Regions from separate parts of the Mus musculus genome. Here regions 1, 2, 3, 4 and 5 are each linked to region 6. A link is a contact called in public Hi-C, HiChIP or PLAC-seq and promoter capture Hi-C data. All regions are on one chromosome and are shown on one strand. Each heading gives the region's core, a stretch centred on a gene start, on an enhancer-like site or on the middle of the called end of the contact. The rest is flanking DNA. Distances are from core to core; before and after follow the strand shown. Region 1 has its middle 28 kb from the start of Ptcd2. Region 2 holds the start of Zfp366 (zinc finger protein 366). Region 3 overlaps Zfp366 (zinc finger protein 366). Region 4 holds the start of 6430562O15Rik (RIKEN cDNA 6430562O15 gene). Region 5 has its middle 61 kb from the start of Ptcd2. Region 6 holds the start of Tnpo1 (transportin 1).

What was found. Promoter capture Hi-C pulls out the DNA fragments that hold promoters and counts their contacts. Hi-C and Micro-C count contacts between places; a contact is called where the count stands out from the background. HiChIP or PLAC-seq counts read pairs in DNA pulled down with a chosen protein or histone mark.
Region 1: a Hi-C map of muscle stem cells shows a contact between it and region 6, with 2.1 times the contacts expected there. The contact joins the enhancer-like site here to the promoter of Tnpo1 in region 6. A contact is called at or near these places in 17 of 39 promoter capture datasets (the 3T3-L1 cell line, 3T3-L1-derived adipocytes, the C10 cell line and 11 more), 7 of 484 Hi-C or Micro-C datasets (cerebellar granule neurons, cortical neurons, embryonic stem cells and 4 more), 13 of 115 datasets of contacts at active chromatin or transcription factors (the NIH/3T3 cell line, cardiomyocytes, embryonic basal ganglia and 8 more) and 1 of 9 other capture datasets (embryonic stem cells).
Region 2: a promoter capture Hi-C map of embryonic stem cells shows a contact between it and region 6, with 2.6 times the contacts expected there. The contact joins the promoter of Zfp366 here to the promoter of Tnpo1 in region 6. A contact is called at or near these places in 5 of 39 promoter capture datasets (the C10 cell line, cranial neural crest, embryonic stem cells and 2 more), 4 of 115 datasets of contacts at active chromatin or transcription factors (embryonic stem cells, extraembryonic endoderm stem cells, microglia and 1 more) and 1 of 9 other capture datasets (liver).
Region 3: a contact with region 6 is called in an H3K4me3 HiChIP or PLAC-seq map of neural tube, with 3 times the contacts expected there. The contact joins the enhancer-like site here to the promoter of Tnpo1 in region 6. A contact is called at or near these places in 3 of 39 promoter capture datasets (the 3T3-L1 cell line, 3T3-L1-derived adipocytes and the C10 cell line), 2 of 484 Hi-C or Micro-C datasets (adipose-derived mesenchymal stem cells and stem cell-derived neurons) and 4 of 115 datasets of contacts at active chromatin or transcription factors (bone marrow-derived macrophages, differentiating embryonic stem cells, forebrain and 1 more).
Region 4: a contact with region 6 is called in a promoter capture Hi-C map of liver, with 4 times the contacts expected there. The contact joins the promoter of 6430562O15Rik here to the promoter of Tnpo1 in region 6. A contact is called at or near these places in 6 of 39 promoter capture datasets (the HPC-7 cell line, hippocampal neurons, liver and 2 more).
Region 5: a contact with region 6 is called in an H3K4me3 HiChIP or PLAC-seq map of forebrain, with 3 times the contacts expected there. The contact joins the enhancer-like site here to the promoter of Tnpo1 in region 6. A contact is called at or near these places in 6 of 115 datasets of contacts at active chromatin or transcription factors (embryonic basal ganglia, embryonic forebrain, embryonic stem cells and 3 more) and 1 of 9 other capture datasets (liver).

The regions. Positions count from the first base shown.
Region 1 is chr13:99,315,091-99,317,900 of GRCm38.p6, forward strand. No RefSeq gene overlaps it. Among named protein-coding and RNA genes, the nearest start is that of Ptcd2, 28 kb to the right of the region's middle. Within about 2 kb of position 1,506, at least 15 of the 459 cell types and tissues checked have an H3K27ac peak or open chromatin away from gene starts, as enhancers often do. A contact at or near this core is called in cortical neurons, heart atrium and muscle stem cells, where this site is marked.
Region 2 is chr13:99,183,320-99,186,181 of GRCm38.p6, forward strand. It overlaps Zfp366 (zinc finger protein 366), which reads left to right and starts at 1,504. Exons shown (of 5, transcript NM_001004149.1): 1 at 1,504-1,545.
Region 3 is chr13:99,237,513-99,240,212 of GRCm38.p6, forward strand. All of the region lies in intron 3 of Zfp366 (zinc finger protein 366), which reads left to right. Among named protein-coding and RNA genes, the nearest start is that of Zfp366, 54 kb to the left of the region's middle. Within about 2 kb of position 1,284, at least 116 of the 459 cell types and tissues checked have an H3K27ac peak or open chromatin away from gene starts, as enhancers often do. A contact at or near this core is called in forebrain, neural tube and stem cell-derived neurons, where this site is marked.
Region 4 is chr13:99,411,574-99,414,273 of GRCm38.p6, forward strand. It overlaps 6430562O15Rik (RIKEN cDNA 6430562O15 gene), which reads right to left and starts at 1,253. Exons shown (of 2, transcript NR_015515.3): 1 at 269-1,253. Mrps27 (mitochondrial ribosomal protein S27) reads left to right here. Exons shown (of 11, transcript NM_173757.3): 10 at 622-792.
Region 5 is chr13:99,282,610-99,285,309 of GRCm38.p6, forward strand. No RefSeq gene overlaps it. Among named protein-coding and RNA genes, the nearest start is that of Ptcd2, 61 kb to the right of the region's middle. Within about 2 kb of position 1,447, at least 51 of the 459 cell types and tissues checked have an H3K27ac peak or open chromatin away from gene starts, as enhancers often do. A contact at or near this core is called in forebrain, where this site is marked.
Region 6 is chr13:98,924,989-98,927,792 of GRCm38.p6, forward strand. Tnpo1 (transportin 1) reads right to left here and starts at 1,396. Exons shown (of 24, transcript NM_178716.3): 1 at 1,263-1,396. The coding sequence starts at 1,277. It overlaps Gm52051 (translation initiation factor IF-2-like), which reads left to right. Exons shown (of 2, transcript XR_003950643.1): 1 at 1-2,418.

The sequences.
Region 1 (2,810 bases), core at 256-2,755, 390 kb after region 6:
GAAAGAGGAAGTAGAATTCAGGGACAGAAGAATTCACAGACCACATTCAACTGACCCAGAACAGGAAAGTGATGCACCTGACCTGCTTTAAACTGCCTTGTTACAGTGAACCCTCCAACTCAAAGACAAGGGAGCTCGCATCACCTGCTGATTTAGACCCACCACCATGGAGGGAATTGGCCCTGTGAAGATAGCAACGTCTTCTTTGGATCCCATCCTCCACAGCTCTACAAAGGTTCCGCACAAGAAGATTTCAGTGAAACTTGAAGGTTGTGTCCATATGCAGACACTGAAACACTTGGAGAAAAGAGACTTTTAAAAGGCTGAGGCAGGAGGATCATGAATGAGAGAGGCCAGCGTGGGCTGCAGAGCGGGTTGCTAGCCAGTATGGTCTACCCAGCAAGACCCTGCCTCAAAATACGTAAAAGACAAATAAATGCAGACCTGAGTATTCTCTCTATATAAGTTTTGCACCTCCGGGCTACATCTATGGCCCACTGAGTTCACTGTGGGTTCCAGGCAGGTGGCAAAGGCTAGACTGTGGGACATGCGGGGACAGAGTTGTGTCTCTTCTGTTCCTTTGGTAAAATGTCTGGCAGGAGCAGCTCCAGGAAGGAATGATTTACTCTGGCTCATGGCTTCAGAGGGATTTAAGTCCCTCTCTGTGGGGAAGGTACTGTGTGGGTAGTTCTAATCGTCACATGGCAGTGCAACAGGGAGAGTGTAGATAGATGGGAGCCAGGGACAGACTGACCCTCAAGGGCCTGGCCCTAGTGACCTATGTCTACCAGGCAGGCCATACCTCCTACAGGTTCTACAGCCTTCAAAGTCAAGCTACAAGCCAAGGGCTGAGCATTTACAGCATGGCTCAGGGCAGGGCAGGAGGCATGGTAGCAGGGCTGCTCTCTGCCCTATGAGGCACTGACTTTAACTTATCTCTTTGTCAGGAAAGAGCTTGGTCAAGCACTGTGGCACACATCTAGAATCCTGGCAGGCTAAGGCAGGAGGATCTTCAGTTTAGACTGGGTTATAAAGGAAGACCACCTCCTACCCCACACCCTGACAAGGTGGATCTTATAGAAGTAAGCTTCACTGGATGGCTTGTGACAAGAGGTCATGAGCCCAAGAAGTCATCTTCTCTTTATAAACAGTGCAGTAGACTTTTTGCTTTCTTTCTTTAACTCCTAAATACAAAAGCCTACAAAAAGCCTACTTAACATCATATACAGAAATGAATCTGGCCTTCAGATTTCTATTGGATCTGGGGCAGGTAGCCATCACACATGATTTTTAAATATAATATATTGAGATTGTGGAGAATGGGGAAAGTCTTGAGGGGTAAAGTCCTGTGTAAATATGTATTGTTTGACACGAACACAGCCATGTCAAGGACCAAAGCCTCAGAGCTATGGGAAAATGCCAAAGCTTTCCAAGGCTGGGCTCAGCGGAATGCCAAAGCCTTCCAAGGCTGGGATCAGAGGAACGCCAAAGCCTTCCAAGGCTGGGCTCAGTGGAACACCAAAGCCTTCCAAGGCTGGGATCAGAGGAACGCCAAAGCCTTCCCTCCTGTTCCGAGGGCCAGTGTTGAGAGTGTGTGTAGAAAATGTCCACCATAGCTCTGTCCCCAAGATGTTTGCAGCCTGAAGACTGCTCTCCTACAGAGACTGCTCCTTCGGAGATTTCCCTCCCTGTTCAGTTTTAGAGTTTCCTTCCAGTGCACTGGAGGATTTTGAGAACCGCTTGTTGATTTCTCAGTTAAGTCCTCTGGAGCAAGTCTTTGTCCCTTTGCTCCTCCCTGGTGTTCTGGTCTCTGGTAGGGACGCGTTTCATTTGAATCCCAACATCATATAATCAGTACTCTGTGAAGACTCGGTATGTAACTTTCATGGAATTGAATGTGACCTCTGAACAATTCTTCAAGTTGGGCAGATCTAAATACACTCAATTCTCTAGTGAGTCATCTAGTGTTTTTGTGTGACGAAGATGTCTTCTGCATCTGTCAGGTACGTGGGTACTTTACCCATGTAGCCTCAATATGAATTTCTGCTCTCTCTGAGTTCCAGGAATGGAAGACATTTTTGAAAACTGGTACCCTAAAAGAGAGAGAGAGAGAGAGAGAGAGAGAGAGAGAGAGAGAGAGAGAGAGAATCTGGGCGCCCTCTGCTGTCTCGGCTAAGTTCTGCTGCTGTAGAAAAGAACACAGCATGAATAAAAGTACACATATACACATACAAAACAGACACACAAAACACAGACACACACACAAAACAGACAGACAGACACACACACAGGCAATACAGACATGTGATTAGAAACATGTTTACTAAAGTGCTTCCCAACAGCCTGTTTTAAATACCATTGTCTTCTACTCCCTGGTATCCAATCTATGACCTCCAGTTTTTCCTGAGAAGTGGGGTAATGCTATCTCAGAGGGCTTTCCTGAAGGTTCAATGAGATATATAGCCAACTGCTCTGTTAGAGCCTGAGGAACAATAACCCTTGCTATGTGCTGGGTCATTTCCTTCTTTTCATCAACTCTGGCATAAGTGACCCTGCTTCTGCTGTCACCCAAGCACCCACAGATCAGTGGTTCTCAACCTTCCTAACACCTCAACCCTTTAATACAGTTCCTCATGTCGTGGTGACCCCCAACTATAAAATTATTTTCCTTGCGGTATCATAACCACAATTTTGCTTGTTATGAATCATAATGTAAATATCTGATATGCAACCCTGTGAAAGGGCCATTTGTCCCCAAAGGGGGCACACTGTAACCCATACCCCACAAGTGGAGAACCAGTGCATTCTGT
Region 2 (2,862 bases), core at 254-2,753, 260 kb after region 6:
CACTTTCTGTGAACCCACCTTTCCTGAGGCAATCCATGAGGTTTATAATCTCCACCTCATTTTTTTTTCAATATCGAGTAAATCAAGGAAGCAGCTTATGACCAATGTTTCTTGTGCCACCACAAAGAACCACACAACTGCTGGTTCCTGTTTGTGGTGACAATGGTCTCAACTGAATGAATGGAGGGTACAAGATTCACAAAGCTAATTAGATGATTTGGGCCCAGCTCCCTCTGTCAATGAAGCCATCACTCACAGAGCCCAGGCTTGCCCACCGGGCTCCAGCTCCCTCTGTCAGTGCATGTATCTCCCTAAAGAGCCCAGGCTTGCCCACTGAGCCCTAGCTCCCTCTGCCACTGCAGTCATCCTTCACAGAGCCCAGGCTTGCCCACTGGGTCCCAGCTCCCTCTGTCACTGCAGTCATCCTTCACAGAGCCCAGGCTTGCCCACTGGGTCCCAGCTCCCTCTGTCAGTGCATGTGTCCCACAAAGAGCCCAGGCTTGTCCACTGAGCCCCAGCCCCATCTTCAGTAAAGGATGCTCACCCCAATTCTTCTGCTCCCACTCGGCTTTCCCCCTCCTCTTTCAGAAACAGAGATTGATTTATCTAGGACCTCAGATGGTTCACAATATTCTCAAAACAAATTAGCACCCTCCCTCCAGTGCTCCTGAGGTGACTACATCCAAGAAGGACAGGACAGTGTAAACAACAGTCGGAATTAACTGTGGCTGGCAACGCCACACTAAGTGGCTTCTTTTCCTTTTTCGTCCATCAGCAAAGATGGAACCGGACTTGGCCCAGCACACAGAGCCCAGTGAGCACTGCATAAATCTGCTGTTTGACTGTGAGGAACTTGAAGAACCTAGAGCCAGGCGAGGAACTGGAGCAGTGCTGGGGTTTCAAAGCAGCTAGGAAAAGTCAGAAGGCCTGGGTGGCCAGGCACTGTGCCCTTTGGTAAAGGCTGCAGGTTCCCTCTTGGTTAGCCCAGCAGCCCAGACTTTCCCTCACTGAGAGTCAGAGTTGACACGACATGATTTGTTCCTTTTGGGCTGTGTCAGTTCTGTAAGGCAGACACCAGAGGCTGCAACCAGGAGAGCCTGCGTTTGTTTGGACAGGACAGAGCCACTCAGGGGTTTTCATGTCCTGAAAGCTCCCAGGGCAGAGAGTATATCTGGGGAATTCGTTTTTGTAAAGATTTTCTTTCTTTCTTTCTTCCCCCTCCCCTTCCAACATTTTGTTTAAGAGAAAATGAGATGTCTATCTTCTGTTTCCTTATTTTTTTTCAGGAAAGCGAAGGGTTGTTGACTTCCGCCCTCTCCCCTCCCTTCCTTCCTTCTTCCCGAAGGTACTCATCTGAGAAAAAGAGAACGGGGTATTGTTCCTGTTCTCCTTCTTAAGTCACTTGAAACACTGTCCCTGCGAGTCCTTTAAGTTCCCTGCAATCGGTACACAAGAGAAAGAGGGAGAGAGAGAGAGGGAAAGACAGAGACAGCCAGAGACCAGGTAAAGCGGTGGGGGCTGCTGCCTCTCAGCCCTCAGGAGCTGGTAAGTGACCATGTACTCCTTTCTACCTTCATTTCAATGTCCCTGTGATGGAGACTGACTGGGCATCTTCCACAGAAACCACCTCCCTGGGCTGCTCTTTAATCAAAAGGTGTGACTGATGGGTGGCCTAGAGTGTAAGCTCATGCCTCGTTGCAGAGGAGAATATTAATGCTTTGCAGAGCTGAGGCTTGCCAGGAGTGGAAATGGAATTGTGTTGGGGCTGAGGAGGTCGCTGTGTTAAATTTGAATTGTTTTGTCATAGGCAACTTGAGTTTACTAGGAACCATTGGGACATGTGGTGTGCCCCACTGGAGGGGTCACTGCTCCCAGGACTGCATTCTGAGAGCCCTCTCAGGGTGTCTGTTGAGAATTGTGATTTGCTCATGGAGTTTTGGTATATTTATTGTCTGCCTTGAAGTGTCTTTCTTCTGATTTTTGTTTGTTTGTTTGTTTCCATTCTGTAGTTCACCTCCCCAAAGTGAACTGTTCATGCATGGCTGTTGCTCTGTCCCTGAAGTAGGAGGGAAAGGGAGGGAATACCTCTTTGGAATAGTGCTGTGTGTGGGAGATTTGGGAGAAAGGTGCCCCATGTGGGTTAAATGTAAATGTACTGTCCACTGTCAACTCGGAGTGTCATGCGCCACACAGAAGAAGGCAGGGATACGAGGGCATTGACTTCAGTTTTGGAAATCAGTGTGTGACTGGACTGGAGGATTTAGATTGATTGCTTGTGTCAGGAAGAATGAAAAGCTAAGCCACAGATGCAATTGAAAAACAGTCACCCAGAGCCTGCTGTTCTAAAGCACCAAATAGAACACGGCAAGGTAGTCAGGCTCATATAGACACTATGCCAGCAGCGGTTAAACGTCCGAGTTGCTTCCATTGCGTTTGACAGAGAGGGTAATGTTACCAAGAAGTTGTTATGGCAAGCCAAGAGGGAGCCGGCATCACGTTGTCAAAAATAGGTTAGCAAGGTCAAGCCAAGACTGGGGCACGGCTGCTATTAATAATTTAATCCAGTGAGGTGCTGGATGGGTAGAAGGCAGTGGCCATGCGTGCTTCTCAAACCATTCATTCCTATGGTATAGACGGGTTGAAATCCTCAGGGTATGAGCAGCATAGTAAAAGTAGTTCGACATTTTGAAATTAATTTGGCCAGATCATGTTTTAACCACAATCGCGTAATTAATCTTTATTTGAAACTGAGCTGTCACCTTAATGAAGATGAGACAGTCTAGTAGATCTGGATGATTAATGTAGGTTTGTTATTTATTTTTTAAAAAGAGACTTTCCCTAGAATCCCCATAATACAATGTA
Region 3 (2,700 bases), core at 34-2,533, 310 kb after region 6:
AAGCCTGAAGCCTGGTTCACATCTCTCGGAAGAGCAGGTCGATCTTGGGATGTCCTGTGGTCTTTGCTTCTTACCCATATTGAGCTGTATAGAAATCTGTCCCTGAATGACGTTTGTAGGGTATTGGAAGGGTTAGACGAGAGATGGAGGCCACTCGTTCATTGCTATGCACTTTGTAACCAATGGAGACAAATGTCTGACCAGCCACATAGTGATGGTAGGAAACAAGCTTAACCAATTACACCCAAGTTTGATAGTCATAGCAGAGATAGTTATTCTCTTCTCATGATTGACATGGTCAGCAAAAAAAAGAAAAAAAAAAAAACCAAAAAGCTAGGCTTCCAGCAGCCACTGAGACACTGCAGCCCTGAGCTAGCTCAATTGCCTTTCCCCAACAATTAGTGACAAGAAAGATTCTTTCAGCAACAGATTCTAATTTCTTAGGATTTTGGCCATTAAAATCCCCTCCTCAACATAAATCTCCCATTGCAGCATGAAATAGTTCTCAGTGGAAACAGCTGTCCCCAGGGAGCAGGAATGTCACTGGCTGTAGAATCAAGCATTAACAATAGGGTAGGATGGGAAATTAGTGGAGAGGGAAGTTTTCCATTTTCTGTTTCTTTCTTTCTTCTGTCTGTGTATATATATACCACAGAGACAGAAGAAGGGCGTATATATATATGTGTGTGCATATATATATATGACTGCCCTTCTGGACTCTTGCTATTGGCTCGACTTCTAGACTCCTTGTTCCTGGCAGCCAGCTGGAGTTTGTCTAGAGAGCCAGCCTGTAGGCTTAAGTTATGTTTCACAGATATGCTTCCCAGATTTGGCATAAGCACGCAGCTCTTGATTTGGATACTATCTCTATAGTGGCGGCACTCCATAATAGCCAAGATCCAGCTGCCGTCTTTGGAAAACCTTCCAAAAGACCAGGAAAACCAGGAAGAGCTTCCATCCAGAATTTCCGGGACAAATTCCCTTTTGAGATGGGTGAAGCCCAGAGCTGCCTAAGTTATGAGTCACCAGGTCTTCTACTGCCTTTTCTACAGCAGAGGGCTGAGCGCAGGTCCATGAGTGGGGCAGACAGATAAAGTTAGTTGCCTGGAAAAGGGGGTTCTACTTCCTGCACCAAATGGATTGTGGGCTGTTTGGTATACTGAAAGGAGGGAGATCAGACCGGGTAGTTTATAGGGACTCAGTGCCAGTGCCCATGGTGAGGGTTTTCAGGTTGGTGTGGAGGGGGTTAAGGCAGTGACCAGATAGCAGCCTTTTGGCAGCAAAGCCCTCCTCCTAGGCAGAAGGAAGGATATTGCTGTATGAACTGCCTGCTTAACAATGCCTCACATGTCCCCAGGGGCCCGCCTGCAAATAGATTTCATCTTGCTTTCTCTTGTACTTTTCAAAGCTTCCTGTTTTCTCACGGTCCTTTTGGACAGTTTACACTCTCTCTCCCTCCCTCCCTCCCTCCCTTCCTCTCCCTTTGAGGAAAGGAACACCCTTCTTATTAAAGAGGAGAGAGGGAGAGGAATGTGAGGGAAGGGCGGCCATTCTCTGGGGCTGGCTGAAGCTCTTTGACCTCTCCTCTCTGGGTAGGAAAGCATAGCTTCCTGGTGCATCTTGGCTCTGAAGCTCACCTCAGGGAGTAGCCTGGTCTAGTGCTGCTTGACCTTCTAAGCCTCTGGACTTAGCCAAGTGGCCGTTGTGATTGCTCTGTCTCTGCCCACCACTGACCTCTCTGTGGCAGCTGCTGCCTCGGGGGCTCCCGGGAAGGGAGCAACTCCAGGCCCTGTATCTCGGAGAGGAGGTGGGGAAGGGCACCAGGAGGCCAGTGCAAGGAGGCTGAAGCAAAGAGAACGCATTCCAGCTGTTTCAAGGTCATCCGGGACATCAGAGAGACAGATGCTGGGCTTTCCAAAAGCCTGTGATCTGTAGTGAATCTCCCATGAATCCCAGAGTTGGGCTTCTCTTCAGCCCCAGGTCATCGGGCAGGGGTTCAGCCAGAAGACTCCTTTCTGTTCCTTTGATGTTTGAAAAGCACAGCACCCTCACTGGGGTGCGATGGCTCACATCTGGAAAGATAGAGGCTGTATCCTCAGCCCCCTACCAGTATCTCTCTTACTTTGATGCAGATCTTGTTAGGAAGGCGATCCTTCATCCAGACCTGGCTTAGGAATGCGTTTATGTTTTCAATTCAGGAAGCCTTCCTTCAGCTACTGATTTTGTTTTTCCCAGAGAAGAAATGAGTTTGGCCGGTGGTCCCTCTGCACTCTTGCTCCTGTTCCCAGAGTTCTGCAGGAACTCTGCTTAGAGCTGACATTCCAGGACTCTGTAGATAGCAGATCCCAGTCCAGCCTCAGTTTTTCTGACCCCCCTTTATTGTCTGAGTGGGACGGCTCTGTGTTTCACAGACATCAAAACAAAACCTCTCTCTACTTGGGCATTGCCATGCGAGGACACTCTTCTGGGAACTAGAAAGACGTGAGTGTTCTGAATGAGAGCGAGAGGTCAGAGGTGGGGGGAAGACACTGAGTAGCTATTGCTGAGATGTGAATGAGGCCCGGGTGTTTCAGGTCCTTCATGGGCTGACTCCACCCTTCTGCCAGTGAGGGTTTTCTTTTACAAACTGGTGTGCGTGCAGGAGGAGAATAAGTAATGGCTATATTTTAAGATTGTTGTATAAGGTGATGCTATTTTCCT
Region 4 (2,700 bases), core at 3-2,502, 490 kb after region 6:
GTCAAAAAGGCAATGGAAAATCAGATTATTGTTGATTCATACATCATTAAGTGAAAGGAAAGCTGTCTGCTCCCTTACATTCAAGCTCAGATCAATAAATACCACCCTCTTCACCACCTCCCCCATCCAAAAGGGATTTACGGCGGTGGAATAGAAACTTAAGTAGTTTTGGTGGATTTACCCCTCCTGTAGTATGGAGAGACTACATAGCACTTTTCTCCATTATCCTTGGCTATTGGTAAAGTATCTGTCTCACAAGCTTACGTACCTGAGTTCAGATCCCCAGAACCACTTAAAAAGCCAGGCCCAGGAGTGCAGTTATCGTCCGGTAATGGCAGGGAGGGAGCAGAGAGACATGAAGCCCTGGGAGCTGGCTAGCTGCCTAGCCTACACCCTTGGAGATGCTCTTCTGTGTGGCCTTGACTCTGAAATGCCAAGGCTCACCACTCAGCTTTCATTTCTGTCCTGAGGTCCTCAACCCAGTGTCTCCCATGGCACATTATGCTGATATCATTAATGCTCTTTCTCAGTCATTATAACCAAGGAACACACACTTTGAAGTTGGCCTGCACACAGTCAAGTCTATAACAGATGTCCTCCTGACTCTCCTGTGCCCTACAGCTCGATGTGCTGGATGGAGTCCTGAAGGTGGTGACGTCTCCAGATGTCCAGACTTCAGAGGCACAGCCTCAGGAAGGTGAAGATGGCTTGGGCTCAGCAAACCTGGTGGAGCAGCTAGACACTGAGGAACCAGAACAGTCCAAGCTTCCCCGATACCTCGAGCGCTTTCAGGTGATTCGTAGTAGAAACTGAGCCTTTTCCTGCATCAGTCACACACAAAGGCATGAAAAACTCGCATCAAGAATTGCAGTTGTGTTCCTTCCCACAGACCGTGGCCTTTTGGGAAAGCAGTGGCATTGTTACGACTTCATGCTTGAGCTGATGTCACGGTTCCGTTCCCTGGGGCAGCACGGCACCCCAGCGGCTTCTCAACAGCAGCCTGATTCCCACTCAGGGTGGCAAGTGACCAGCCATTTCTCTACACTACACCAAATGTGCTGGGTCAGTCACAGCTTCAGCAGAGATAAGACTCACGAATCCTTTGTGGCGCTTAGCTGGCAGCTTTGTGCTGTTCAGCAGGGCCATTAGAGACACTGCCTGTGGACAGGTTTCCAGAACAGTGCTGAGCACTCAAACTGTCAGTGAGCTCTCTGTCCCAAATGCTCTGCTGTTTGTGTCAGGGAAGAAAATCCCTGAGCCTGCTCTCTGCTTTGTTTCTTGTCTCTTTAATACAAAAAGAAGGAAGTACTTTCAGGTTATGATGTCATCATAGGAGCGGGAGAATTCTCCTCCCACGCCTGCTGCTGCACTGTGCCTTTTCACAGCAGGAAGGAGAGCTGGGCTCCTGCCCGTGAGTCTGTCTCTTCTGACCCAGCAATGGCAGGCCTTGCCGTAGCACAGGATCCCATGGTATTTTAGGGTTTTTTCTCCCCAATACTTCTGAAGGGAAGTCATTCTTAGCTTCTCTCCTGTAATTTGAAACTAAGAATAAAAAGATTGATGTTCCTTGTCATACCCCAAGGACAAAGCAGAGTAGAGAACTTAGACACAGTTCTTTCTCTTAACTTTGCTTGTCAGTGTATAAAACTTAAAGAAAACAAGAATCACCACACTTGCTGGGCGTGGTGGTGCACGACTTTAATCCCAGCACTCGGGAGGCAGAGGCAGGAGGATTTCTGAGTTTGAGGCCAGCCTGGTCTACAGAGTGAGTTCCAGGACAGCCAGGGCTACACAGAGAAACCCTGTCTTGAAAAAACAACATCAACAACAAAACATTAAAAAAAAGAATGACCACACTGCTGAATGCTGCCTGAGGTTGCTGAGCCACTGTCAGGCGTCAGGTTTGCCTGGGTTTTGTAAATGTTGTACTCAGTTTTGATTGCTTTTTGACTTTTGGCCGTTTTTTGTCCGTTGCGTCTCAGAGGATGGAGACCTTTGTCTTCACTAGCTTCTAGCCCTTTTACTGCCATGGGACACTGTCTGAGCATCCAAGAAAGAACAGAAACACATGTTTGTAGCCTGCCATCTGTGACCTTAGCTATGTTAGCAGCTGTAAGCCCCCTCCCCCATTTCCTTTATCCTCACAGGAGGCCTGGGCGGGAGAGTCTCGGCTTATGTGACCCAGCAGTGAGCTGGGATTTGGACAAAGCCAACCTCCTCACAGTTGAGATTTCCTGGCTTTCTCTTTGGCCTCAGACTACCTGGAAAATTATGTTAGGAAGAAATGGTTTTCAGTTTACATTTTCTTCCTGTTGCCTGCTTTTCATTAGTCTGAGGTCATCTGTTTGGGTCTGTTTTTATAATTAGTCTGCTCCTTAGATCCCATCGGTCTGGCCCCCTTTGCCGTTCTGCCAGATCCTATGCTGTACGCTAAGTCACCTCGGGGTGCGAGCACATGTGACTCTCAGCTGCAGCTGGGGTCCTAAATGTCACTCTCTGGTGATCTGTGTCTAGAAGCACTTAAATTGATTAATGCTTTTAGTAAGTCTCTGGGCTGCTACACTGACCCTACCAGGCTGCCCTCTCAGACGGAGCTGTAAGCAGGCAGGAGGGAAGGGCTGACCTGTGGGGGAGCACAGCAGGTGGAGGCCTACAGTGCTCAGGCACTCTGGAAAGCTGTTTAGCATTAGTGAGAAATCC
Region 5 (2,700 bases), core at 197-2,696, 360 kb after region 6:
TTATACAAACCCCAGGTATTCTGGTATATGAATGAGATGAGCCGCTTGCCTCTTAAAATGTCCACCAGCCCAGGAGTCCCCTGACGAGAGCAATTGCTCAGACACTGACACTCCTCTGCACTTGCAAAAGAAGCTGTTCTACACTATCATCTGAAGAGAATCTAATAATTAACAACCTTAACAAGCCCACAAAATAATCGTCAACAGAGCTTGGAAGTAACTGACATCTCACTTAACCCTCACAAGGACCTGACGAATGGCGTCATAAATCAGATTTTGTACACGAGAAAGGGGCACTTGACTTGTCCCAATTGCAAAGTAGAGTTCCGAACCTCTGGCTTGTGAATTTGACTCTACCACATGAATACAGAGATACTTAATGGTGGTATTTTGGGCGTAAGAGCCAGGAAAGTGGAGTGGATATTTTTGCTTCAAAAGCTATTCTTGGCACCACCTAACCATGCCTGGAGGGCAGTGTGCAGAGGAATTGGGGAGTCGGTTGGTAGCAGCTGGGCATGTGCTTCCTGGATTGACAGCTCTGGAAGGATGCACCTGATCCAGGTGTCTCAAGGCCTTCCACTCTGAATGGCCGACCGAGTGCCAGTTGGCTTGCTGAAAAGGAACATTTTGTGATCCTGCTGACAGACAAGCTTCCCCCTTCCCCTTCTTTCCTGTAAAGCTCGAGCCTTTATAAGGGAAGAGGCCATGCAGTGGCTCCCAAACCCGGTTCTGGAAAAATTCTTTACCCAGGAAAGTGCAAATCTTGGCCTGGATCTTCGTAAGTAAGGTTGGCCATCAGCCAACATGCTACCAGTTGGGCTATTTATACTATAAAAGGAAATAATTTAATTGCAAGCTAGCCCCCCCCAGCCTTAAGCTTTTGTCAAATCCAAAATGAGGTTCTGTAAACGAAAAGCAGAGGTTGAAATTAATAAAACGAAATACTTAGTGGCCAGCCACGTAGCTTCCCACCATAAACAAAGAGTCCGGTGTAATTTTCTCTTTCTTAGGCTTGCCCTCTAGGTGCCATAGGTAATCAAGACTAACTTGGTGTAGTCTCTGCCACTCCCACCCCAGAGCAGTATTCGCTTCTTGGAAATTTTCTTAGCACGTGTCTAAGAGAGTCCCTCCGGTTTTCATGGAGTTTTCTTTTTTAATTTTATTTTGACTAAAGGATGACTGAGCAGGAAATAAAACCCTCGGTCAGGTGCACTGAAACCAGCCAGGGGAGAAATTAAGCCTTAAGCTGGCATGGAGCTCAGCAACTAGAAGCGGGGATCTAACACTTAAGGACATTTGGACCTATGAGGCAATGAGAACAAAATTGCGTGAGCTAGAAATGTGCGTTGAACTGGAAACCTCACCGACTATCAAAGGGATGGCGCTTCTCTCTTCTACCCCCAGCTGGAGACAGAAACCCAACTTTCCTTAAGGCTGGCATGCCTAGAATTCACAACAAGCCCCACTGAGACCAAGACAGCTCAGCTCAGAAACAAAATCCGAGGCTTAGAGAAGTGAGCGTGAATGGGGCTGCCCGTACCAGACTGAAATATACCAGGTTCAAAACCTCACTCTGTCCTTCTTCTCCAAGTGAGAGTGAGCCTCGTTGGAACTGGATAGAAACGGCCTCTTGGAGGAATGAACTATAAAATGGACGGTTTTTATATTGTGAACACGGGCTGATTTGTGGTGCTCACAGACCGTGATTAAGTCAAACCAGAGAGAGCAAAACCAATTTCTGAAGTCTAGCTGGAAAGCTGAGGTGAAGGCCAAGTTTGCGAGGCTGTTGAAAGGATGAGCACAGATGCGCCTCTGGGAAAATCCCTAAGATCATGAAAATACGAATCACGAGGCATTGCTCTCCTCGTGCTGTGAATTTCTCCAGTGGGGAATGAGTGTCTGGGGGAGGAAGGCCGACTAGTCGAACTATTTGACATCCAAAGCACAGCTTGCCTCCTGGGGATGTACAAAGCCAATTTTGTAAGCTGTCTCTGAAAGCGTGCGGTTGCCCAGCCAACTGGGATCGCATCTGCCACTGGCATTCTCGGTCAGTAATCCACAACAAGAAATGAGTCAGGGCCGTCTCCCTTGCTATGATTTTTAGTTAGTGCTAGACCTGCAGTAATTTGCTCTACAGCACTGCGAATGTCAACTCTGTCTAGATTCCAACCAGTCTGACACATGTCATAAATAAGGAAAATAAACATAAGACAAACAGCACCAACAACCGGCACGTAATTGCTAAATGTGAATAACAGATTCAAGCCGTCCCTCATCCATTCACGTAGTAACTATTGACTGAGCCCCTCTCACAGGGGCACTGTGCCACCCTGGGGCGTGCCATGCACAGAGGTTTCTGTGCTGTGTGTGCAACACTGGAAGGCAAAGGACTGTCGCTGCCTTGAGAGGTGCAGGTGTGTGTGTGCATGTGTGTGCGTGTGTGTATGGGGGGAGGGGAGCGGGGAGCTTTGTCAGGCAATTACAATGTGGAGTGGAAACACTCATGATGGAATGTTTACCGCTAGTGGTCCTGGGAGGTCAAGCATCTTATGAAAGTGGCTGCACCTAAGAACAGGACCTGGGACCCAGGAGAGGAAGAGAGAACAGCTTAAGGTCAGCTACAGCCCCTGGTTAGGAAGATGGGAGGACAGGTAAAGTATCCAGAACAATCCAGAGGACTTGGGGACAGCAGACCAAGAT
Region 6 (2,804 bases), core at 146-2,645:
TCTGGCCAGGGCAGGATGGAAAAGCACATGGCTAATGGAAGGCCGAGGCCCTCTTCAGAAAGGGAAGACGAACCACTCACAGTGCAGTAGGTGTACACGGACTCAAGTAAAAGCTGAATTGCCAAACCACTATTCACCCACACACGGCAAGTGTCAAGGAGTTTAAAATAAATCGGCCACCTCTAAAGTAGTATTTTTCCTTTGCACTTGCAAATTTCCACATAGACCAGCCATTCTCTAGAACCAGGACGGAGGGTTACAGGACAGTAACAAGGATCACTTCTCACCAACTACAAACCATCCACTTACTTCATTAGCACACTTTCTTACCACACTTAAGTGAAAGTTTCGATAGGGAAACTCAAAACCCAGCAGGTACTTTTGGTATCCTAAAGATGAACACGTCTGAGCGTGCACATTGCAGACAGACAGGTCAGTTCCAAATACTGATTTCACCGAATATTTTGCATTTAAGGAGCGTCTTCTCTTTAGGGGGGAAAAGCATTGCTTACGTACTCATTGAAGCCATCACTGTTTTTCGAACAGGACATACTAAGCTTCTTAATACAATCTCCCCAACTAGTGGACAGCCTCTGACTTCGTTTCTACAGTTAACAGCTGATTCGCGACTGGCGTAACAAAGTGAAACTGTAAACAATCCCTGCAAACCCCACGTGATTAAAAAAAATTAAGCCCCGCGAGATCATTTCTAAGAGGAAGAAAGCCTTTCTAAAGCCAGTTTGATTGTGGTGGCGGGTCTGTTCCTCGGCGGCCCTTCCCCGTGGCGTGGGCAGACAGAGGCAGACGTGCAAAACCCACAAACCTAAGCAAAACCCGTAGTTACAAACATTAAAATTATGTTCACAGGTCGCGAGGCCAGCAGGCCCTCGGGGGAGACGGATCAGCTGGCTGCAGAAACCGGAGTGTGCGAGGCTCCGGGACAAAGACCGGCGACCTCGGGCCCTCGCACCGTGCGGCCTGACGGGCATCGCAGCGGCTCGGCCCGCCAGCCTCCCGCCACCCCCAGGACCGACCTCCCGCTCCTGGGGCGCCGCCTGCCCTGTCCGGGACCCGCAGGGCGCCCGGGACCGCAGCTGTTGGGCTTAGAACCGCGCCGTCGCCGGCGGGCTCCAAACGGCCAGGCCCCGTCCGAGAGGGCGGACAGCGGAGCGCGGTCCCCTCGGCGCGGCGGCCGGTCGGAGCTCGCTCGGGCCGCTTCCCACCCGCCTCCGCCCTGGCCACGCACCCTCACGCCAACCTACCCGGTCCCACACCATCCCAGAGGCCTCCGGCGCTCGGGCCTTTCTGCCGAAGCGGCGCTGCCTCCCGTCCGGGGCCTGAAATGGCTGCGGAACAAAGAGAATCCGGGCTCCGGCGAGCGCCGGTCCGATTGGCCGGGGGGCGGAGCCCGGCGCGGGAATCTTCGGCGGCGGTCGCCTTGGCAACGGCGACGGGGCTGGGAAAACTGCGGCCTGGGCCTGCTGGCCTGCGTCGGGAAGGCGGGCGGGCGGGCGGCGCGCCCCAGCGGTTTTCACCAAGCGGGGTCCCGGGGTCGACGCCTCGGCCCCGTGCCCGCCTCACACCCCCTCGCGCCCACTGCAGCCCCCACAAGCCAGCCTGGGGCTCAGTCGCGGCCTCCGCTGCCCAGCCCGTTGAGTGTGAACGCCCAGATGCACGGCCCTTCCGGCGGCAGGTGACGTGCGTGCCCGGAGTGCACTCGTGTCCCCCCCGGGAGACCGCCGAGCCCAGAGCCCGGCGACACCCACCAGGCCGCTCGTCCCACAGTCGAACTGTTACAGCTTTCCTGGGACAAGGCAGAAGGGTGTGGGCGGACGGCGGCCCCCTTGATAACACAGGGGCTTCTGAAATGTGCTGATGTAGCACGAAACTACCATATAAAACCAAATGAAATGATTTAGAAAATTAGGTTTACATCTCTAGGTATGTTTCTACTATAAAGCTAGTTCCCTGAGCTTGGAGATAATAAGCTCTCCTCTCTCCTTATACAGCCACCACCAGAGAGGTACTGTAACTTCAAGCTGAAAGTGTTTTAAAATGGGAGAGGTAGGCACTTTTCAAGCCAGTTGCAATAATGGTAATGAAGAGAGGTGAATTGTTCTTCCCAGTGGTAGCACACGCTTTTAATCCCAGCACTTGGGAGGCAGAGTCAGGCAGACTTCTGAGTTCAAGGCCAGCCAGGGCTATACTGAGAAACCCGGTCTTGGAAGAATCGTTCTTCCCTGCCTGGTTATTTTTACACAAACTTACCACGTATGAGTATTTTAAATATGCACAGCAAGGTGGTCCTTTTTTCTGAGTGAGTGGCCAGCGAGAATTATCTTCACATCAGTGCTTTCAACTGCCTTAGTGTTACATACTTCTTGTTTAGGCAGTGATTGCTCTCCATACACTTTACAGGTAAAATTATTGTACCTAATTCTTGAAAAATGCTAAATATTTACAACTTATTTATTAAGAAGCTTAAAAATCTTCACTTGTAATACTTTTTAGTGTTACAATTAGCTTAACTCAAAGTTTGAGACTAAAAGATGGTTTTTATCATCAGAAAGCTGAAAATTGAAAGGGAAAATATTTAAAATTACTAAAATATGGCCAGGCATGGCAGCCCACACTTTTAGTCCCATCACTCCAGAGGCAGAGGCAGACAGATTGCTGAGTTCCAGGCCAGCCTGGCCTACACAGAGAAACTTTGTCTCTATCAAATAAAATAAACATTTTTAAATGTTGATTTAATAGAAGTTAGATAGAGTAGTGTTCTTGGAAAGGAATTTTCTAAGAAGGAA